Regions from separate parts of the Anas platyrhynchos genome. Here region 1 is linked to region 2. A link is a contact called in public Hi-C data. All regions are on one chromosome and are shown on one strand. Each heading gives the region's core, a stretch centred on a gene start, on an enhancer-like site or on the middle of the called end of the contact. The rest is flanking DNA. Distances are from core to core; before and after follow the strand shown.

Region 1 (6,166 bases), core at 1,585-4,084, 280 kb after region 2:
TTTTTTTCCCCAAGCAGATGTATTTATATAATTGAGTGGGAACAGTACTTTACCTTATCTTTATTGTAGTGATAATTGAGCCTTCATTTGCATTACTGACTCCCCTCCCTGTCCCCCCCCAACCAACAGCAACTTAAGAGAGAGAAATTCTATGGTAACCAGCTCAAGGGCTCTTGGTGGGGATGAGTGAAAGAGTGAGGTGTGAATATATGTGTGGGAAGGTATAGCAAGCTTCTTATAACTGAAGACGCAACACTGAATACATTATATGTGTTCATTTTAGATCAGTGAGATGAGCTGTTTGCCACAGCACAGTGTTACAGCAGCATCTGCTAGAGATGCTTATGGAGGTTTGATTCTTCTGGGGCTTATATTGTGTACTGCCTTGTTGGCTGCTGACTGGGAAGGAAGCCAAGGGCCTTTTCTTTGCTTTGTCTCCTACTTTCTTAGCCTGTGGGTATACTGGAGTTTGAAGTAAGGTAAAACAGACCTTTAGGATCACGCAAAATTTTATGGGGCTGGAGAGGTTTTTCCATCCCAGTCCAGCTGCTGGCACCACTCGTACCTGATGAGCTTTGTCTCCATGATTGAATCTGTCAGGGTGCCCAAACCACATGCTGAAGCCATCTGTTTGGCTAAGGGCTCCCAGTGGTGCTACCTACCTACCCTTGCGGTGCCGTAGCTTCTGTGTCCTCCCAAAACTCAGCAAGTCCTGCCCCAATCTCTGCCTGGAATCAGTGTATCTTGACAGTACACAGTAGCAGATGGTTTCATTCTGTAACTATTGCTGCAAGACTATCCTGTCACTCAGTTTCAGCCCTTTGATGTCAGTTCAGGAGCATGGTTTTCTGGCTGCCAGATTTTTTTTTTTTTCCCCAAGCGTTTTGCAAGAAACTAAAAATGCTTTCAGAAGGTAGGTGGAAGAGGTGTGGTCATAGTGCTGTAAATCAAACGCAGTATCAACCACCTAACTCATCTGAATGTTTTTGAACAGTTTCTGAGGGGAAGTGAACTGATAGGAATGGAGGAAATAAGGACCAAATTCCTATTGAGTTTAATAGCTACTTAGTGCAGCACAAAGTGGTAACAAAGAGGGGTGGTATCTGTTTCTCCAAGTAGGGAGCAGCTTGAATCTATGTAGCTGTTGGCTTTACCACCTAATAGCACTCTGCAGGCAACGATAAATTGTATGCTACTGAACTGCAGTATGTCTTGCTTTCATTCTGATCTGGTATTAACGTTATCAGAAAACTTAGGAAAACAAGAAGTGTTTTTATTCACCCAAATCATTTCCCAGTTTAGGTTCAGGCTGTGATCGTCCAAACAATCAAGCCAGGATGGTACAGAAAGCTTTTTTAAAAACAGCTTTATCACTTGGTGACTTGTAATACAGAATAACAGCACCCCAAATCCTCTGAAGTGTTTCTTTGCTGTAGGAATATATTTCATGTTCAAAACCAGGTCACTTAAGAAGTGTGGACGTATCTCCTATTTAGTGAAGGGTTGGACAAAGAAGCAAGATTTGCTTCTGTGGTAATTCTGGGTTGCAAAACCTCCTTTAAACACAAGGCCCACTCAATCAGAGGTGATCTGATTTTTGTTTATTCCCACCTTCCAGGAACATTGCCAGGCCAAGAGCCACAAGTAAGCCAGTTGTGTTGGCTGGAACAGGAATCAATTACAAGTGGTGTTTATGTTCAGCCAGCGTGGTAATTTTAAAATAAATGTAGAGCATTTTTGCTGGTCCAGATAATATTACCTGGAGCAGAATAGGCTTACCTTGCCCTGTCTATAGCAAGTGTGGGTAGCATGTCATGGCACACTAGCATGAGAACTTCACACTGCAAATACCTCTTGCTTTGTCAAAGAGGAAACTTCAGCAGGTGTCCAGGAATCACAATTTGCTTGATGAGGTTATTATGTTGGTTTCCATGAAAATCTTCATAATCACTGCTCAAGTACCGACTCTCTGTTAGGTCAGTTTGCTGATCTTCCCTTACAGTTTTGGGGGAGCAATAAGATGGAGGGCGAGAAGTAAAATGTGTTAGTTAGAAATATCCCAAATGACGAGCCCCAGTGCTAAGTACCATCTATGTATCTCTGTAGGACACAAAATGGGACAGATGTTGGATTGAAATTCACATTGCAAACTTTTTTTTTATGTACTTTATTACATCTCAATGCATTTTCATTAGAATTAATTGGTCATAGTAATGTTTTTTAAATACAGTGAAGAGAACAAGTGCAAACAATCAAAGGAAACTACATGTATTCATCATCTGCCAAGGACACAACTTCTTAGCCCTAACACTATCATATTAGAATTGTAAGGTCTCCTTTCTTGAGTCAATTATGAAGGTTAAGCCAGGAAATTCCCTGTGTCAGGACTGAGCTCCTAAGACAATGTGAGACACAATTTCGGAAGGTAAAACAAGTATTTAGTTCAGGGAAGGCAAAAAGCCAATATAGGTCAAAACAGGGTCAATGACATGCTGAGCCAAATACAATGCTTTTCAGGGAAAAGAGTGGCCAGCTTTTTAACATTGATCATGCTGCAACAAGCTTTCCTTGTCTGTGAAAAGAGGGGCTTGAGGTCACTAGTTATGCCATAGTTTAGGTAGCTCTAAATAATCCAAGGCAGCTTCACATTTGGGAAGGGAATTACAGACATTCCTGAATACAGAAGAAAAGCGACAGAGCTTCAGGCATTTGGCCAATGTTAGTGCAGTGTAACAAACCCACCCAGATAGTACAGAAGTTTCAGCAAATGAACTGGCCAAGAGATGACATAATGGGTCTTCTGTTTTGTGTTTTTCAAAATCATCTGAAGTGCAGCACTGCCCTCTTGTGTTTAAAAGGAAAAAGCAACAAAACAATGAATTAATGGTATTTTTAACGTAGTGTTTATGTTCCAGTATTCCTTATAAATACGTATATGTTGAAGAGAAATTCACATCTGAAAGTGAGGAGAACTGTTATTAGACTCACAATAAAACAGCTTTCTTGCTGTAAGTATAGAGGGTTTATAAAGGTGTATTATACAGTGTCAAAAGGCTTCAGTCTGTGAGGGCCTATCATTGAAACTGCTTTAGTTGTTTGTTTTTTTTTTAAAGGCACTAAATCCTTAAGCAGTTCACAAGTTATTAGGAAACTGAAAAGAAATGTGGTAACCTACATATCCAGATACATATTTATGAACTCCATTCTATATAAGGAGTTGGAGAAAAGTTTAATTGTAGAGCTCAAAGTGAGTGTTAAACATCACGTGGGCATGTGAACTCTGCCTAAGCTGGCCATAAACATAGACGTACCCACTGACCAGATAACGTACACACAGACTGACTACAGGGTCAAGACGTCACTTCTATGTGAGAAAACTCATCTCACTCCCTTGAGAGGGAACCAATAAAACATGCACATAAAACAAAAATTGGCCAAAACCTAGTGTTCAGAGGCTTGAGCTCTTAACTTTCTTAGTACACAATTCCACATCTGCCCTCCTGCAATGGCAAAGTACTGCTGAGTCTTCATACGCAAACAGCTAAAGCCACATGATGAGTAAGTGCCACTCGGCTGCAGAAACTGGCAAGTTATTGGCAGTAAACATCAATCGTCTCTCCAGAAGTCATACTTCTTTATCCAACCTGCCACTAAAGAAAAAAACAACAAAATGCACCACAGGTTTATATGAAGCTGGAGGGGGAAATATCCACACCACAGGGTTGTACAAAGACGACCAACTCCCTTGTCTAATGCAGTTTATATCCAGTGAGTGGTGGACACAAAGCTCACCAGTGGTAGCAGATATGTGAACTCCCACCCACAGAGTTACACTGCTATGAATGCCCTCATATCCAGCAATAGGGGGAAGAGATAATTGCTTACAAAGCTTGTGTTTCAAGAAACGGATCCAGCTATTGCCCTGGAGAACTCCTGCATTAAATTTTCACCCAGTTTTCTGGGACAGTTTATTTAGAAAAGTGGTAGCAATAGCAGCAACCAAGTTTATCAGTAAATAGGGCAGCATTTTGCGTTTTTTTAGAAAGAGAAAAAGATGGTTGAAACCTCAAGCATTTACTGTAATTAGTTGAGTGATATTCTGTAAACTCTGAGCCAAGAAGAGCAAGTCTCAGGAGGTAATGAAATGGGACACTGAGGTCAGGGAGGAGGTTCTCCAGTGCTGAGTATCATAAAACTGAGGAGAATCAGATCATTGGTGCAGAAACTGAGAGCAAGACGGGAAAACTAAGCTCTCTGCCATCCTTGCATCCCAGAAATTAAATCTGCTTGAGAATACATGACACATGCTTCTATTTCTATTCCATTTCCCTTCCTCTTGTTTTTTTTTTTTTTCTTGCATTATTCAATCTTGTAGACAACAACAAAACAAAATTGGATTTTCCTTAGTGAATATGAAGACAGTTGCATCATACTGTTTCATTTTTAAACTTACTCTCAGTCCTCCTTCTCCTCCAGAACCTGAAGCTGCAATTCTTTTTTCTATTTCTTCCTGTTTCTTTTTCTTCTGCTCTAAGGAATAAGTGTTCTTAATACCTCGAGAGGAAGCCTGCGAGGAAATATTTGCATAAGGTCAGTTATTTTTATGGATAGAAACCAAACTGCGAGTCCTGGAAACAGTATCTTGTGAACTCTGGTTTGCATGTAAAGATGGAAACAGTAATTAACACTACCATGATGTCAAACCAGACTTTTCGGAGTACTTCTTTATATTAAGTGCTCTTGCAGCTATGTGAGGGAGTTCTAGTTTGATATTAATATATCCAGGTGAACATACTTTAATGCAATTAAGCATACCCAGTTTGCATCCCTTAAGACACAAGGACAGAACTTCACTTTACCAAAAAAAAAAAAAAAAAAAGCTCTGGGCTTTTGGTTTGTAGTTTTTTCCAGCGTCAGGGCCTCTTCTTCCCCTCATGAACAGACTTAAGTGGGAAGAGACAATTTTGGCAGGTACAACTTCTAAGAACTTCAGCTGTTTAATCACCCATTCATGTTTTTCAGCTCTTCTCATCAAATGGAGATGCTATCCAAGTCCTTGGTACAAGTTTATCAATTTTTTTTTTTAAAGAGAGAGTAACAGAGTGATACTTGTGTTTTCTTTAATAGCCTAATAGCTACCATAAAACTTCAAAGCTATCTGCAACCCAAGTTGCTTCATTTCTCCTTCCTCCCAGGAAACCATTTTAGCCTTTTAAGAGCTAGATGAGGACTTCCTTCTCTTATACACTTCTCAAAAGTATATTTCAAGCAGCTATCCTCAAAAAAAAAAAAAAAAAAAAAAAAGTTTGAGACTACAGGAGGATTGCTTTTAATATGTAGTCTCAGACAAAAATGAAAAGTAACAATTTCTACAGAAAGACTCTGAGATGTCACTTTTGTTGGTTCAATTACTTATCAAACTTCCTCAAGACCAGGTCAATGTGGTCGTCACTAATAATAGTCAATTTTTAATTCGATATATAATTTCAGTAACATGGAAGCAACACATGACTCTATAGATCAACTGTGGTCTTCAGGATACACTTTTTCCTTACTCTCAGTTTTGTATGGTTCATTTTCCTTACTTTTCAAGGAAGTTGTTAGATAGGAAGATAGGCTAGCAAGTTCTAGCTACTCTGTTAGATCAATGATGACCTTGTGAAGCTTTAAGGCTATTGAAACTGCCAAAACCTACCAGCCTTAAAAAGATGGAAGACAAAGTACGTACTTTTACCTTACTAGAACTTAAAATGAGAAATACTTTTGGTTGTTCCCACACTGATAAATCAAACTTCTGAGTGTCCATAATCTGCATTTTTAAGAGATGCAAAATGTATTGTAACTTGAAATTGCCATTGCAGCGGTTGAATAACAACTCTAGCTCTCAGTATTTCTGTCTCTTGCTTTCAAGTCTTATGTGTGGAAAAAGTAACAGTGAACTTGCTCTTCAATTGCTTAATGGTTTTCAAACTCTTAAAGAACTTCTTCCATCCAAAAAAGCTCAGTTACCTTGCAGTGGTATTTGAGTACTTACCTAGCTGCACAATCTAGTATATGTGTGTATATACTGAAGTATGGAGGTAAAATATCAGTACTCAGAAGACTTAGCGACAATACCCATAATCCATGCACAATATCTGGTGTTCCTGCAGAAGTCCTAGCTACT
Region 2 (6,284 bases), core at 944-3,443:
TACCAAGGGAAATGTGTTCTAAGTTCTGCATATATTGTAAGCAGTGCACATCAGCTGAGATAGCATGCGTATATGATAGCTACCTCATGAGTGATTGTAGCTTCCCAAATTCTTTGTTAGAAGGCCACAATTCAGTGAACAAGATCGAGTACTTGCATCTTCCTTAAGGTATGGTACAAACAGCATGGTAACCTAGATTCATTTTTCATCCAGGCTGCTTTTTCCTTTATTCTTTGGATACAGTTTTTATTTTTCTGGTATCAGGACGTGAGGTGACCTCTCAAGCTCTCAGTCACGCACACATTTTTCACGCACAGTGTGAGTGGTTCACACATGTGCTTAGATAGCTTGGAGGATGTATACTGGAGAATACAATAGAGCTCAAGATTTTTTCAAGCGATTGGTCTTAATGTTCATAGATAACTCTACATGTTTTAAAACTTTAATTGTGGCACTGGTGTGGGACTTGGGGTTAAATCACAATGAATCACTTGCCATCACTAGTTAACACTGGAACTTGTTAACCCCATTATCAAAACTGGCAACACCACCCTCCAGACATAGTTGCTTTCTTTTGAACTTTAAAATAATAATTTAAGATAATCACATGAAAGAAATGCATGAGATGAACAAAACGATTTCATCTGCACTAAAAAAAAAAAGGCAAGGTGTAATTACATATTATGCTATTGCCATTGTTTGTTACTGAGGTGGGATAGGTTACTTAATTAGGTATCAATAGGAATAATTAATACAGATGGGAAAAGAAAACAGTGAATAGAAATAAAAAGATCAAGGGAGGTGCTGTTGCTCTGCGGGACATAGGGGATATTTGTGCATTATAGAAATGTTAAAAGCTTTCAGGCAAATTCAATATTTGCTCTTGGAGATGGGCTCTTTGTCCACACTGAAACCTGTGGCAAATGGGTAAGGATATTTAATTGGGAATATGATTTCATCCAGAAACAATTATATTTTATAAGAATGGCATGAAAATTTGTCAGATACCCACAAATCCTGTAACATACCTGTTTGTCTCCATGATCAAAAATTGTAGTTACCCTTATGAAGTCTTAACGTCATTTCTCTTGTACTAACAGCAGTGTTTGGTGGTTGGCGGCATTTAATTTGCTCAGTATCGTCAGCTACACATATTAAATGGTTTTTCTAAAAATAAGTCCCTATTTATGCTATGCAAAAAATGGTAGAGAGTACTGAAATGGAAGAAACGTTTTGAACACAGGCATTTGTCTATTTTGTATGCTGCATATTTCTGCTCTTGTAGGACTATATAAGCAACCCCCTTCACCAGTAGATTATTAGAAAAACAAACAGAAAGCCTGGGAAGAAATAGTATCCCAAAATTTGAAATCTGCACATTTCATGTCTGTTTCAAATGCATGGGCTTTGCAACACTTAAAATACCTTGTCTAACATGCCTCAGATTGTTCAAAAATTTTTAAAAACAAAAACAAAAACTACATTTCTGAAAATAGTCTCTTAGATGTGACAGTGAAAATACCTTCAGGTCAGCATAACTCTACCACTGGCAACTCCTGCAAGCTGAAGTCCCAGATGTAACTAAAGCACAAGTTAAAGAGGCTACTAAACAAAGCTGGGCAGGGGGTGGGGGTCCCAAACCTCTGGTATGGCAAAGAGATGGGATTAAGAGGGCTAATGCAGCCTGAACAAAGGACTAATGCATCAAAACGCTTCCTTCCCTACTTCCCTATACAGAGGGGAAGCAGTAAAGGAGAAAAAATGATCATTACTATATCAATGATTCAAATATTCTGGAAATAACTTTGTAATGTAACGTCATTCAGTCACAGATATCGTTTCTTGTCTGTCCTTCTGCCTACTCAGGGTCGTCACAATTCTGCAGCAGTCTTTAAAGGCATCCTTAAAAAGGAAGAGCTAAATTAAATCTTGTTCTGGTTTTAAATAATCACTTGTCCCTACCCAACACTTACATCATTCAGATGCAGCTCAGGAAGTTTTTTGCGTTTTTTTTTTTTTTTTTTTTTTTTTTTTTTTTACATAAGCATGTGTACTGAGAAATCTGCTGGGAGCTGAGTAGGATGTGAAATTCAGCAGCCATATCAATTTTTGGAAGGCACATATGCACATTCCCCTGCAGCAACCAGTGACTATGCTTTCTCAGTCAGAAATGAGTCAACCTAAAACATTTAGTAAGTGTATGACTCTTCCTTAATTCCTCAGCAATGCTGTTAACTAGTCAGAAACACGTTTGTGTTCGAACTGCTGCCTGACTGAGCTTTCTCATTTGATGGTCCAAAGGCCCACAGCTATTACTTAGCAATCCTGTGCATTAACTGAACGGTTGCTGCCAGAAATGAATAGAAACCTCAGTAATTCTGTGGTCAAATGTTGCATATCTATCTAGCCTAAGTAGAAATAGAGAGATTTAAACTCAGGTGGCTTTTTAATATATTACGTAATTTAATCTGAATCGTTGTAGACTGTAATGAAGGTATTAAACTAAAAGCACGGTTCTCTTTCTTAAATGGTAATGTTTGCCTGCACGATGGCTCTTTTCAGGACGATCATTGTTCTCTTGGTATCAGGCTCTGATATAAATGTGTGTAGCCCAAAGGCTATGGCTGTAAAAGACCATGGAGTTAACTTGAAATATCAACTTCTCTGAATGACACCTTTAGCCAGCCAGGTTTAAATCGCTGTGTTTAAAGGCCAAACAACAAAAGGTGGGACAGTCAAGTTATAAAGCTGGTTTGCTATAGGAGCAGAGCAGCTAAAGAATTAATTAGATCTACAAGTCCAATGATGACAAAACAAGCTGCAAATACATACAAAACCTGTTTCTACTTACATGCTACTGTAAGAATGGATGAAATCTATGAGAACTATCACAGTATACGTTTTTTCCAGCCATCTGTGTTAAGCTGTTTACACCCTAACGCCTACACAGCCCACGCTCCAGTGGTGCGCTGTGAGCCCTCACTTTCCATAACACGGGCATTCTACCCCCACACCATAAACAAAACCCTGCCTTCTGGTGCTGTTCACATGGGTGCACATCTGAAGTAACCTCAGTGAAACACCACTGTGGGTCGCTCAGCTGGCTGTAACACAGAAGCATCGCTCCTCACTAGAGCTTTCCTTCTCCTGGAGCTCATTTACACGGCCTCAGTGTGATGCATGGACAGACAATAGGAGGGGGGGGGGGGGGGAAGTACAAAAACAAGAACAATATTGTCTTGCTGTGATTTTCAAATGTCCCTGCTCTGTTCCAGGTGTTCCTTCCAGCCTCCCACCATAACTGTCTGTAGGCATTGCAGCCGGAGCGCTGCTTGCTAGAACAAAGCAGTGCAAGAAGCAGCTGGTGTTCCCAGTGGCCTGCCATTTTACAGCCAGATGGAGAGGGAATTTAGCAGAGTGTTTTCAACCTGAATGATGTAGGGGACAGCAGAACTACTCTAGTCAAGAGACATTACGTAAACGAGCCTTTTAAACACTGCCACAGTGTTCTTTCAATGCCAGAGTGTATTTGAAATGCTTGATGTGGCTAGGAATCTGGACCATACCATCTCCAGCAATGAAAACCAACAGTGGAAAAGTTCTGTATCAGATTGCCCCTGGCCACATGCATCCCTTGTGCTGATGGCTTTTACTAATTTGTCTCAAATAGTTCTTGCAGCAGTGTAACAGGAGGCCTATGTTCAAGAAGCATGGGCTGCATTCTAGGTGGCTCTTTTAATGTTTCAAGAGGAGGAATAGAAGTACTCCAAAGAGAACATTTTAGTATGAAAAACGGAAGGCTGGATTCTCTGCCTTGCTAGAGTCTCATCACAACAGATGTTCTTGCTCTTGGGTTCTCTTGAATAAACACTTCTGTTGACGTTATCCTATTAGCAGAGTGACAGCAAACAATCATGGTAAGGTTGAGCCTCTTTTCTGGTTGTGGTCCCTATATTATTTATTCTTCAGCTAAAATCCTGAGTCCATCTGTACTGATGAAAATTTTGCTACCATTTTCCAATGTGGCCAAGAATTCAAAATTTCACTATGAAATCCAGATTTAAAAAAGGAGCTGGAGTAGGTGGGCCAAGAGATTTACATAAATGCAGCTCACTGTGTATATAATGGCAACTGTTATTTTTGTGACCACCAGCAGTACCAGCATTTCCATGCTGCAAGGTGTCTAGACTTTGTGCTGCTGTAAGCAAGCTACAAGTGAGTGTATTACGATCAGGAAGGATTCCCTGCTTTCCCCTTTCACATAGCATTGCTTCTGTATCATGACAGCTTTTTTGGCTTCCTCAGAAGTGGCAGTACTAGCAGACACCGAATCCTAGGTGCCAGGTCACACTTCAATTCATCTGCTAACAGTCTTCCTTGCATGGGCTTCTGGCTCCCAAATAGAAATGCAATTCATGTGCCTCCAGAGCATCCTCCCAAGATGCTGCAGAGTGTGAGGTGTGTGTGTCAGGATCCCAAACTGCATGAACATTTCAAGAAATATTCCTTGTGTCTTGGCCAAGAACTCAAAGCACCCTTTGTTAATGATGTTTCCTGCCACTTCAATCCACTGGCGTGTGCAGGTTCAGGCTAAAGAACAATGACAGATCATCCTGCGGGGTGTGTCTGGGGTGTTCTCCTGGGAAAAAGCAAACCTTCCAGCACTCTACTTTTTTTTTTTTTTTTTTCTTTTCTTTCATTTTTAATGGAACAGTCTGTTACACCATCATAAAGGGATTTTTCACAAAGATTTATAAATAGAAAAATCTCCTGCTCTGAGAGAGGGAACAACGAGATCCTGTGTGTTTCATGGTACAGCACTAAGCTGCTCAATGCTTTTTCATTACATTGTTGTTGGGCACTCGTCAAAATAGCAAATTATTCTGTGGCTACAACGAGCCTGTCATGATGACTCATGCTTTAATTAGAGGATGCCATAATGTGCCAAGCTGCCATGTATCAATGAACAACATTCAGCTTCTTCATCAAATGAACATACTCTCCCTGGTAAAATAATACCGTTAATGGGGTCACTACTCTGACTGGAGTTCAAGGAGGTGACACACATGGAGGAAATCAACACAGAAAGAAACCTGCTTTGTACTTTTTCTGTAAGTTCCAAGCGCTAAAGTTATCTGCTGAACTTTACAGGGAACTGATTTTAGCAAGGAACTATGAAGTCCTTATTAACAACCTTATTTTCAAATAGGGGAGGGTGAATAAATGGAGGTATAATGGCTCAGCAACTGGAGAAGACAGAAAAACTGAGTCAAGAAACAGGCTTGAAGCCAGACCACGTAAAGAAACATGGACACTTGTTAATACTCAGATGTGTATAAGCCTTTAAATGTAAGTACTAGTCTGTCAGCAAGTCTCCCCTGCCTAGGAGAGCGGAGCCAATTTTATTAGCAGTTAAGACAGGAACTGAAATGGGGCATCCAAGAGGTTGATTCTGAGGGGGAGGGAAAAGTGGGCTTCCTTTTGCAGCTGGAAGAAATTAAATGCAAAGAAAGCATTTGGAGCATTTGCTTCACTTCCAGTGCAAGGGTAAACTCTGCTTCAGACGTCCATCCAGCGTAACCCCACACCTCCCTGTGCAAAGAGCAGCCCCCCTTCTCCTGGATACACCACCGCTCACCAGTGATTTACTCATGCATCTCTTGTTTCCAGGGACCTGACTCATTCCTGGGCACAAAGACAGTCACAGGAATAAGCACTTTTGTGAAAGAGCTTAGTGTGTATGATGAGGATGGGGCAAATGCTGAGCTAGGTACTCTCAGTTTCATTTGTGGAAGGAACAATTACAACTTCCTAGAAGGTTATTGTGGTGAGTTTCTTAACTCCAAAATAAATGCCAGTTATTTGTGCACAAATGCACAAAATTCTCAGTCATTCAGAAGCTTTATAATTAAGCCTGTATCCTGGAAAAAGGTTGACATTATTTAGCACAGGAAAAGCAAATGCTACAGGATCAATGTCTTCAAAGAAAACATTCTGTGTTACTTTTTAGAGTGCTGAAGTGGTCCCAGCGTTTCTCTGGCAGGACCAATCCAAAGGCAAGGCCAATCCAAAGAAGTAGACAGGAGTTTTTCTCTTGATTTTAATGCCTTTGATCAGACCATCGTGATTTGCCAGTGAAATGTCAAACACCTAACAGAAATGAAGACAGGCCTACCAAAAGTCTGTTCTCAAAACTAGCAATACAGATACAACCAGCCATGGCATGCTCATGCTAGCTGCAATGCAGAGAGCAGACTTCTGTCAGGTGAAGTGGAATCAGCGTG

The links. A called contact is a pair of places that touch in the nucleus more often than the background predicts.
Region 1: a contact with region 2 is called in a Hi-C map of skeletal muscle, with 1.8 times the contacts expected there. The contact joins two enhancer-like sites. A contact is called at or near these places in 4 of 8 Hi-C or Micro-C datasets (F1 follicle, skeletal muscle, small yellow follicle and 1 more).

What each region holds. Positions count from the first base shown.
Region 1 is chr5:55,808,912-55,815,077 of IASCAAS_PekinDuck_T2T, forward strand. It overlaps SVIP (small VCP interacting protein), which reads right to left. Exons shown (of 4, transcript XM_027457599.3): 3 at 4,454-4,567. The region is part of intron 1 of LOC119717037 (a long non-coding RNA gene); the gene reads left to right. Among named protein-coding and RNA genes, the nearest start is that of SVIP, 4.0 kb to the right of the region's middle. Within about 2 kb of position 2,835, at least 1 of the 8 cell types and tissues checked has an H3K27ac peak or open chromatin away from gene starts, as enhancers often do.
Region 2 is chr5:55,529,093-55,535,376 of IASCAAS_PekinDuck_T2T, forward strand. The region is part of intron 4 of LOC101790603 (a long non-coding RNA gene); the gene reads right to left. Among named protein-coding and RNA genes, the nearest start is that of SLC17A6, 14 kb to the right of the region's middle. Within about 2 kb of position 2,194, at least 2 of the 8 cell types and tissues checked have an H3K27ac peak or open chromatin away from gene starts, as enhancers often do.